2 separate regions of the Anser cygnoides genome follow, and region 1 is linked to region 2. The links are chromatin contacts, called in public Hi-C maps. All regions are on one chromosome and are shown on one strand. Each heading gives the region's core, a stretch centred on a gene start, on an enhancer-like site or on the middle of the called end of the contact. The rest is flanking DNA. Distances are from core to core; before and after follow the strand shown. Region 1 overlaps LOC106036716 (a long non-coding RNA gene). Region 2 holds the start of CALM1 (calmodulin 1).

The links. A called contact is a pair of places that touch in the nucleus more often than the background predicts.
Region 1: a Hi-C map of liver shows a contact between it and region 2, with 3 times the contacts expected there. The contact joins the enhancer-like site here to the promoter of CALM1 in region 2. A contact is called at or near these places in 3 of 7 Hi-C or Micro-C datasets (granulosa cells and liver).

What each region holds. Positions count from the first base shown.
Region 1 is chr5:49,310,028-49,314,847 of Taihu_goose_T2T_genome, reverse strand. The region is part of intron 3 of LOC106036716 (a long non-coding RNA gene); the gene reads right to left. Among named protein-coding and RNA genes, the nearest start is that of CALM1, 110 kb to the right of the region's middle. Within about 2 kb of position 1,962, at least 1 of the 3 cell types and tissues checked has open chromatin away from gene starts, as enhancers often do.
Region 2 is chr5:49,196,247-49,200,731 of Taihu_goose_T2T_genome, reverse strand. CALM1 (calmodulin 1) reads right to left here and starts at 1,389. Exons shown (of 6, transcript XM_066998254.1): 1 at 1,191-1,389. The coding sequence starts at 1,193. It overlaps LOC136790964 (a long non-coding RNA gene), which reads left to right and starts at 1,495. Exons shown (of 2, transcript XR_010831966.1): 1 at 1,495-1,573; 2 at 1,886-2,107.

The sequences.
Region 1 (4,820 bases), core at 713-3,212, 110 kb before region 2:
GGAAAAAATATAATTCCTTCTGCACATCATTAAAAGTCCCCAGGCTCCACTGACAGCACTTCTGGGGACACAACCCAGCTTCTCTGTGTGCCATCACTTGCTGATGCCACAATCTTTTGTGTCACTGCAAGGCAGGAATAACAGTGAGAGAAACAAACATCCCCATATTCAAGGTCTGTATCCGTCAGCTGAGCAATTCCTCCTTGACTCTGCAGGTGATCAACAGGAGCCCTGAAGCGCAGATTTAAGTGGGTGCAGACAAGATCAGCAAAGACATATCTGCCTCTTTTGAGCCTATCCTCCCCTGAAGCTGGATATCTGATGCTGAAAGATACCTCAGGATACCGCATCCCTTTCGTCCATTGTGGGGCAGCACTGCCTTTTCCTTGTTCAAGAGATGCAGTGAGGTCCTCCAAGCAACAGGCTCCTCAGATCTTCTAAGGAAACAGGCAATTCCCAGAGGTTTGTCCTTCTTCCTTCGCAGAATTTATTGTTCAGGCTACAGCTTGGGTCACAGCCCTGGCCAGCGCAGCTGCCTTCATTGACTCAGTGGGAATGCTTACTACCAGGGAGAGGAGGAAACTCACTGAATTTTAATCACATTTTGGCTGCCAGTTCCAAGGCCAGGAAAATACTTGTTTACATGATTAGAAACAAGATGTGTTACATACACATAGTCTCGTCAGCAATTAGTGTCTGAGCATAGGCAGACAATAACCTCCTGGCTAAATGCAGTGCAAATCCCTCGGCTATGATATTTTGGCACAACTTTACCTCCAGGACCCTGATGTTGCTGTACCTGCCTCTCACTGACACTCAGCAAAACTACTGCTAGTGCAAGGGAATGGCACCTGGGCCAATTTCCTGTTTTGAACAGGAAAAAATAAAATATTCTGGGGAGCTAACAAGCCCTTAGAATTAAATACAGTTAGAAGAAAGAGGGAGCCTGTATACATCAGATGTAGATGCAGTTTAGTTAAGAACAGCTTTAGCTATCCAACAGGAGCAACTGAGTAGAAGTCAGTAAGACAAAGTGTTTCAGAGAAAATCAAAATTGAGTTCTTTGTGTCTGCACAATAAGGCACAAAGGAGAGACTGAAGACAGCCACAGGCTGTATAGAGGCAAACCCCTGGAGACAGCAATCCTGCTGGCAAGGCCCTGCCAGATCTACAGTGATCCTTGCAAATGATAGAGTGCAGCCATGCAGTTTCTTATGGGAGGGATTGGAAATGCAAACCACATAAACAGCTGCAGCCCAATTCCTTAATTTCTGAGCCTTTTTACAGCCCATGACCCCTCGCCACAGAACCAAGCGTGCTCTCCGTCCTTCACTCCATGCGTCTCTCTTTAACAATAGCGAAACAGTTACTTCAGCTTTTACTTGAGAAATCTTTAATGCAACTGTCTAAAAGCAATCTCCCTTAATGATGCTGCCTCTATAGGTATCTTTTGCAGCTCATTATCTGTCACAAAAAATGCAGCATAAATATATATAATGTGTGTATATATATATATGCTGCAATAGCTGGTAACACCCTCTGCTTCCTAAATCTTCCAAAAATAAGTTGCATGCATCTCCAGATAACTCACAGAAAAGATAAAAATAGGACAAATTAACCACCAAATTTAATTTTTGGCTTTTCTTTCTTTTTTTTTTCTTGGATGTGCTCACTATGTTGAACAGTTGCACTTCCCATGAGGTCATGCACTAGACAATAGTTTTCCAAGACCCTGGAAACAAGAGAAATCCATAAAACAATTCCACATCCAGCAGCACAGAGCTGCAGGCACTCACTGAAAGGTTTGCCCGGGAAGCGGCCTGGGTTGTCTCTCTCCTGTCTGTCTTCTTTATACCAATATTTCTTTTCCAAATATCTTCCCAAGCTGTCTGCTTTTATCTCCTCCTGCTACTTACTGAGCCTCCCCAGTTTTCTCAGGCTGTGCATTCCTCAGTGTCTTGCTCCCACTCACTTCTGAGATTAATGCTGTGTAATATTCCAGAGCTATCACATTCTGTTACTTGGAGCTCATCTCGTTCCTTCCCAAAATCAAATATAAATTAAAAAAAAAAAAAAAAAAGCCTGTATATCATGTATATCTAAGTGGATAAACACATGTAGGATCAAGTAGTGCTGAGGGATAATAAAGGGGTGTCTACATCAAACAAATTAGATAGTCATTCTGATGTGAAAAAGGTTCTCCAATTTATTTAGGTGTAGGCTTGTGATCTGTATAATCCAACACCCCCTAGAATATAGTGAAAGGCCTGCCTAATTTGGAGTACCCATACTTTGGATTGCCCTCAGCAGGTCTCTGACTAGGCCAGAAACAAGGCAGGGACTGCACCTGCTCGAAGCCTGAGGGCTGCTAGGAGGTGGAGCGAAGAGGCCATCCCGCTTCATGGACTTGATTTTGGCGATGAGTGATCAGCTCTGGGCAAGTCTCTCTGCAAGAAGGTGGTGCTGTGATTCACCCCTTTGGGCTGGGAGCAAGGTAATCATATTCTCACACTTCTCAGGACACAGGTAAGAGGCAGGTAGAAACTGGGCAAATTTTGCTCGTGAATAACTGCAGAGTGTCTTGGCACATCAGTCTCCATCAGCTACAAGGCCATGCTAGAAGATGGGCACCCACACTTGCACTTCCCTACAAAACAGATGTTTCTCCTCTGCCTTTCGATGGAAGAAATGCCATGAAGTACTACAATGGTAGTTAAAAATGTACTTGCATACTACGTCATGGGAGAGTGGGCTAATAAATTAATGATGACTAACTCCAGTGCTTCAAACTGGGGGAAGAGAGTTCCCTGGAAGAGCAAATTAGGCGACGTGTTATTACTAACAGTTCCTACAGCAGTCCAGTGGGTACAAGGCACTTTGCAGACAGGTCTCTTGACCTGCAGAACTGAAAGAAGAATTATATGGTACAGAATGATGTTTTTCCTCCTAGGAAGGGTAGTTTCTGTGAGCTAGAGCTGATGAAATCTGCTCTGCTTCGTACCTTTTCTGGTCAATGCTTGGCTGGACGATGCCTCTTTTTTGTGCCTTTCTGGAGAAAGAATAAACCACCTTATTCCTGCATCTGTTGAACTTAGCTGCCAGCCATTTTCAGTTTGTTGCAATAAATGGAAAGCTCCTAAACTCTGGCTGGCATAAGAGTCCAACAGCAATGAGGTCAAAAAGGAGAGAAGCATTCTGCACTTTGCAGAGAGCTGGGATATTTGCCAAGATCACAGTTTTTTCTCCAGCCAGTCAAGGGACACAGAAGCTTTTCCAGACGTTGTTGTCCAATTCAGAGCAGTTTGGCCAAAAGCAATATTCTGGAGGAATCCACTCTGGGCTGAATTTGGATTTTATTTTTAGTCAAACTGTCTGTCCTTCATTGCAAGGAAGAAAATACCATACAATCTATGCTCAGGCATCCACAGAAATATTGCTTTGAAACATTCTGCAGGAAGAGCAATCCCCGCCACTCCTGCTCCTTCACACTGGAGTACTGTCACAGTGTCCATCATCTGTTCGTGTGGTTTCCAAGCCATTCTAGTGTACAGAAATCTCAGCGTCCTGTCAGTGGGGCTCAATCTGCAGCACCCATTGCCCAAGACTGGCTCCTGCAGGCCACATTTCTGCCACCAGGGCTTCAGGTCAGGGGGAGACAGCATCAAGCAGCAGGCCTTCCCCTCTGCTGTTGTGTCCTTCCTGATCTTGTCCTTGGCACCAGGCTTCTCTGCAGAAACACTTCTTTCTTGTTGCAGCAAGCATTTTTACAGCACGGACCCACCATTTATTACTCACTGCAGTCATTTCTGCTGCATGCCATTGATTAACTAACTTCTTCATAGTGGTGAATGCAAAGAATGGGCTCGCAGAAGCAATAGGAGGAAAAGAGAAACACCTCTCAGTTTTCTATGTGAAGTCCCTTGGGTCATGTCACATGATCCCAATAAAGTCTATAAACCCAGGGCTTCTTGATAGCCAGAGCTTTACCCCAATGCAACATCACATCTTGTCGCTAATCCCGTTCAGTTTCCAACTGCATCCACAAACGCCATCCTTTTCCTTCCTCTCTCCTGCCCTAGGTCCCCATTCGAGGGTTGCTAGACCCTGGGCTCATTCCTCTGTAAAGAGTGTTAGGAAAATCATCTGCCTGCCTGGCTGCCCCGGGCTGCCCTGGAATACCAGTGCATTCGGCCAGCTCAGTGTCATTCAGAAATGTAATGAGGTCTCCTTAGAAATACAGTTTCAGAATAGATTTCCTGGACTCACAGAGGTGCAGCTCTGGTCACAAACTAATCCTGCTTAGGGAAAATCCGGACACAACAACAGCAGGGAGAGATATTTCTACTTAAAACTACAATAAAATCCAGTCTGAGATTTCTAACACCTTTTTCAGGTTGCCTGTTGCTTCCTGCTTATAAAGGGGTCTGTCATATGCGCACAGCACAGGGAATCCAAACTTCTCAAAACCTTCTTGCATGGGCATCTGACAGATGCAGAGTAGCAATTTCCTACGACCACTGATGCTTAGTGGCAGCTCTCTGTGCCCATTGCTCTCAGAGATGCTATGTCCCATTTAACAGATCAGACCACATATAAATGAATGAAAGACAGTTTCAGTAGAAGGACTACGAGCATCCCCCGGACTTTTTGCTCAGAACCTGGGCTACATCCAATCTTTCAGCATACAAAATAGAGTGGATATAGTTTATCATAATTTTACCTTTGCTTACAAACCAGTATTTGGAGCTTCCTCTTTCATTCCCCAATAATAAATTAATTGCATGTATAGTCGTTTGCAGACCATAGCAGCCTTTCTACTT
Region 2 (4,485 bases), core at 140-2,639:
GGCTTCCCTTAAAAATCATCTCAGCAATTTACATAACAGACCAAATGCCCTGCAGAACAGGAAACGGTGCCACGCCTCGGCAAAAACCCCAACCAGCAGCACCAGCTTTCTGCCCCGTGTCTCGGGGCTCCGGATGCCTCCGAAAAGCGGCGTCACACCAAGACACGGCAGCGCCGGGGCTGTCCTCGGGGCTCGGCTCGCCGCAGGCGGCCGCCAGCGCTGTGCTGGGGGACAAAGGTGCCTGGGGCTGGGGCTGCCACCCCGGCCCGCCACCAAACCGTGTCCCGGTGGTGTCAGCCTGCCCCGGCGGGGAGGGGAGACCGACAGGCAGCACGGAGCGACACCCAGATGGCCAGAAAGCGATTGGAGGGCAGCCTGCTCCCCCCCTCCAAAAAAAAAAAATAATTAAAAAAAAGAAATCCCAACCCTTCCCTCCTCGGCGGGGGGCTGCCCCCGAAGCCCCCCAGCCCCAGGCTGCCATCCCCGGGGCTGTGGGGGCAGGCGGGCAGCGGCGGGCGCAACAGGCGCCCTGCCCGGCGGTCAGTGCTGCACTGCGGCCCCGCTTCCTTCCCCTCCCCTTCCCCTCCCCTCCCTCCCCCGGGCGGGGAAGGCAGCGGCTCCCCCTGCCCCAACCCCCATCCCCTTCCCCTATCCCCCCCACCCCCCATCCCCTACCCCCGGGGGCTGGAGGGGGGTGGGGGGAGAGAGGCTCGGCTGCCCCCCCAACCCCCGCGGCCGGGGGCCAGGCGGCGGGAGGCAGGGAGGAAGAGGAGGAGACATGATGTAATGCGGGCAGCCCGGCTGCGTTTTTGGGGACGGTACCGGGGAGGAATGGGGGGGGAGGGGGGGGCTGAGGGCGCAGCAGCCGCAGCGCGGTCTCCCCCCCCCCCCCCGGCTCGGTGCGCACTGCGGCCGGGGCGCAGCGGGGCAGAGCCGCGGCCCCGGGGAGCGGCTCCCGGCCCTTTCCGGAGGGCGAGGCGGGGCGGGCGGCGCCGCGGGGGAGAAGGAAGCGGCGGGAGGGAGAAGGGAAGGGGGGGGGGGAAGGGAAGAGAGGGAAGGGGTGCCCGGCACGGCCGTTAGCTCTGCGGCCTCCCACCGCCCCCGCGCCGCAGCCCTCCCCGGGGACAGCCCGGCTCGGCCGCCCCTCTCCTCAGCCAGCCCCCGGTGCTGCGGGCGGCCGCGCTACCTACCATGGCGCGGCGGCGGCGGCACGAACTGCGCGACCACGAGCGGCGGCGGCTGCTGCCTCCTGCTGCTGCTGCTGCCTCCCGCTACTGCTCCTCCTGCAGCTGCTGCTGCTGCCCGGCGCGGCGGCGGCGAGGAGTGCTGGGGGTGCGAGGCTGCGCCGTGCCGCTATATATGGAGCGCTGTATCCCTCCGCCGGAGCGGGGCCTTTTTCTCCCCTCCCCGGCGCGCTCTGTGTGAGGGTGACTGCGGCGAGCGGCCCTGCCCCCTCCGCCGCCCGCCCCTCCCCGCCCCGCCCGCCCGCTGCGGGAGACGGGGCACGGAGGGGGCGCCCCCAGACCCTCCCCCCCCCCCCCCGCCCCGTCCCCGCACCCCTCACGCCCCTGAGGTAAGAGCGGAGGGAGCGGCCCCGCTGCGGGGGCCCTGCCCGCGCTGCCCCGGGGCCATTTTGCGGGCAGCCCGCGGACCCCGAGCCCCCTTCCCTGCCCGTCGCCCCCCGGGGGTCCCGGCGGCTCGGGGCCGTTTTTCCCCGTTTTTCCCCGTTTTCCCCATCCCCGGGGGCAGCAGCTGGGTGCCGGGGGTGCGTTGCCCAAGCGTGTTTTTCGGGGAAACCTGGGCGAGCAGGGGGGCACGGCAGAGGCCGGAGAGGTGGTGTGGGGCTCTGAAGTGACCACCCTTGCCTTTAATCTTTAATCTTTAGGGCTTTTATCAAGCGCCAAAATGTAGCTCACGGTAAAATTCAGTCCAGAATCAGGAGGTCTACGACTGACGTGTCACTTCGGCCCCTTCTCAGCACAGCCGCTGTAGTCCCCAAGTGAGGGGCAGCAAGCACACGGCCTGATGTTCCTCCTTCGTTCCTCCTTCGTTCCTCCTCTGCCTCCCAGGCTTTGGGGATTTAGGCCACCAACCGATGATAACCCAGGTAAATACCGTAGCGTCCACGTTGTACCTTTTTTAACAGGTACAGAAGCATACAAACATGGACCTACGCTAGGACCAAGAATTTTGCTTCCGTTTGTGACAGGAACCCTTAGATGCTGAGCTTCCTTGCAGCTCATGGTATTTTTAGTTAAGGTTGTAATTTGGGCCTCTCCGGATTGGAAGGTTAGCGGTATTTCCGTTGTGGTCGTAATTCTGATGATCTTACTGCAGTGTAGCACTAAATCTTCTAAAATGCATTTTTCTATTCTTCCATTTTTGAAAAATTTTGCATACTTTCAGCCTTTGAAATAAAAGCCAAATGGGTTAGGTTCTGTTTATTTAACCATTTCAGTAGCTGTACCAGTGAAGTTAAAATTCATTTGCTTGCCGTGGTGGAACACAAAGATAGGTTGGCAAACACAACTATCATCTATTTCCAATCTAGAAATACTTCTCATAGCGAGCTATAGCTTATTCCACATGTCATAGTTGGGTCCCAAAACTGTTTTAACATTTGTGTAAGAAGTAGTGTCTGAAATGGTGTCAGAAGACCGATTTGCAGCTGGCTGGTCTGCAAATGATAGGTTTAGGGACAGCTTCCATTTTAGCTGCAGAATGCCTCGCCTCCTATATTAAACGTATATATATTTAAATACAAAGCAGTGAGGTTGAATTTCTTTTTTTTTTTCCATAGAAGAACATGCAAATCGATCTTTTGTTTTCAAACCAGACCAACAATTTTAAGCTCTTATTTTCTCAGCTTAATTTCTTTCCAGAAAACATGACACAATGCTTGATTGATGTGGGCTACAAGAGCTTTTGCTTGGATAAGTGAATCTTGGAACTCCCTGAGTCTCACGGGGATGTCTGAAGAATGTTCATGTGCAAATCATTCACTTCATTGCGCTGGCCTCACACAAGTGAAGATCTCATTATTGAAATGAGAGCTCTATACAAATATTGGGCTAACAAATTTATACAGTTATCTCACAAAGATAAATAGCTAATGCAATCTCATGGTCTTTGGCCAAAATGTTTCTAATGTGGAAGGCTGAAGGTATTACCAGGAGAATAATCTCACCAACACTTCAATGCGACAATTTAGAATGTGGGTGCTTATTTTCCAGTACATGTAATACATTCTTCCGTTGATACAAAGCCTTCACTTGTTAAAAAGTGAAGGGATTAGATTATATCTGTTGAGGAGAGACTATGAGACACGTAACTAAACTTCATGGAGATTCTTTTACAAAGTACCAACATTACAATGTTTGTACCTATGTGAAGAGACTTGGAAATGTGAGTTAAAAAGCCTCATGGTCGCGCTCAGCGAAGGCTGCCAAAGATTAACGGGACCTTTGAGTAGAAGGTTTGCTATAGGCTTTTTCCTATTTCTTTCTTTTAATTGTTGTTTTGGTGGGTGGGTGTGACTACTATTGCTAATTCTTACTGGTTTACACTAATAAATCATTTTTCTATATAAATGGAATTTTAAAATAAAATTGCCTTTTGAGTATCTTGCAATATAGTCTCACTTTATTTCAGAAAAATTTCAAGATGACCAAATGAGATACCACAGATAGGTTTTGCAGTAGTTTCTGTTAAATTGCGTCATTCTGGATTTGAAAGTATTTCACAGCTACTACTCCAAAATAACATTCTGACTAAGGGGATTTTTTTTCCTGATTTGACATATGGTAATGATAAATGTAAACAAAATGGAACACTGAAGTTTTTTCTGCTTATTTAATGTGGAAAACCTCATCTAAACTGGCATCTGCCTGCTCTTTGTAAGCTTGCTTTCACTCAGTTGTACAGCTCGAGTTTTATCGGTATTCTTTGTTCACTTAAAATTTACATTGAGTTGTGAGCAGGCAAGAAATGCCCCTGTCATTCCAATGACATACAGTGTCAAATGGTTTGCCAGGTACTTATACAATGTCTCATTCAAAATCTCCTGGATCTCAGTGGGAGCTGGACTCGGCCATGGAATTACTCGGTAGTTGTGCCTAAAACCGTACGAGTTGGCCATCCCGTTGCTACCGAGTTTTTCTATGAGCAGAGGGCTAGGCAGTAGCTATTAAGATGAATTTCTAACCGAGTGTTTCTGACTGGTTAAGGTTTACTGTTCTAAACAAATTTACTCTGTATCACTAAGCATGTTTTTGTCAACTTGTGTTTAAGCTGTAACATTAACAAAAGATTAGTTTACAAATTTATTAGGCCCAGTCAAAGACTTGCAACCATTCTACCAAGTATTACACCTCAGAAATTTGTCTTAACATGACCTTAAGGTCTCTGTTGGTCTCTGTTTCTGTGGAGATGTATATGTCCGTTCTTTGGGAGTAGCCTAAGATAGGAGAAAGAACTCTATTAGGA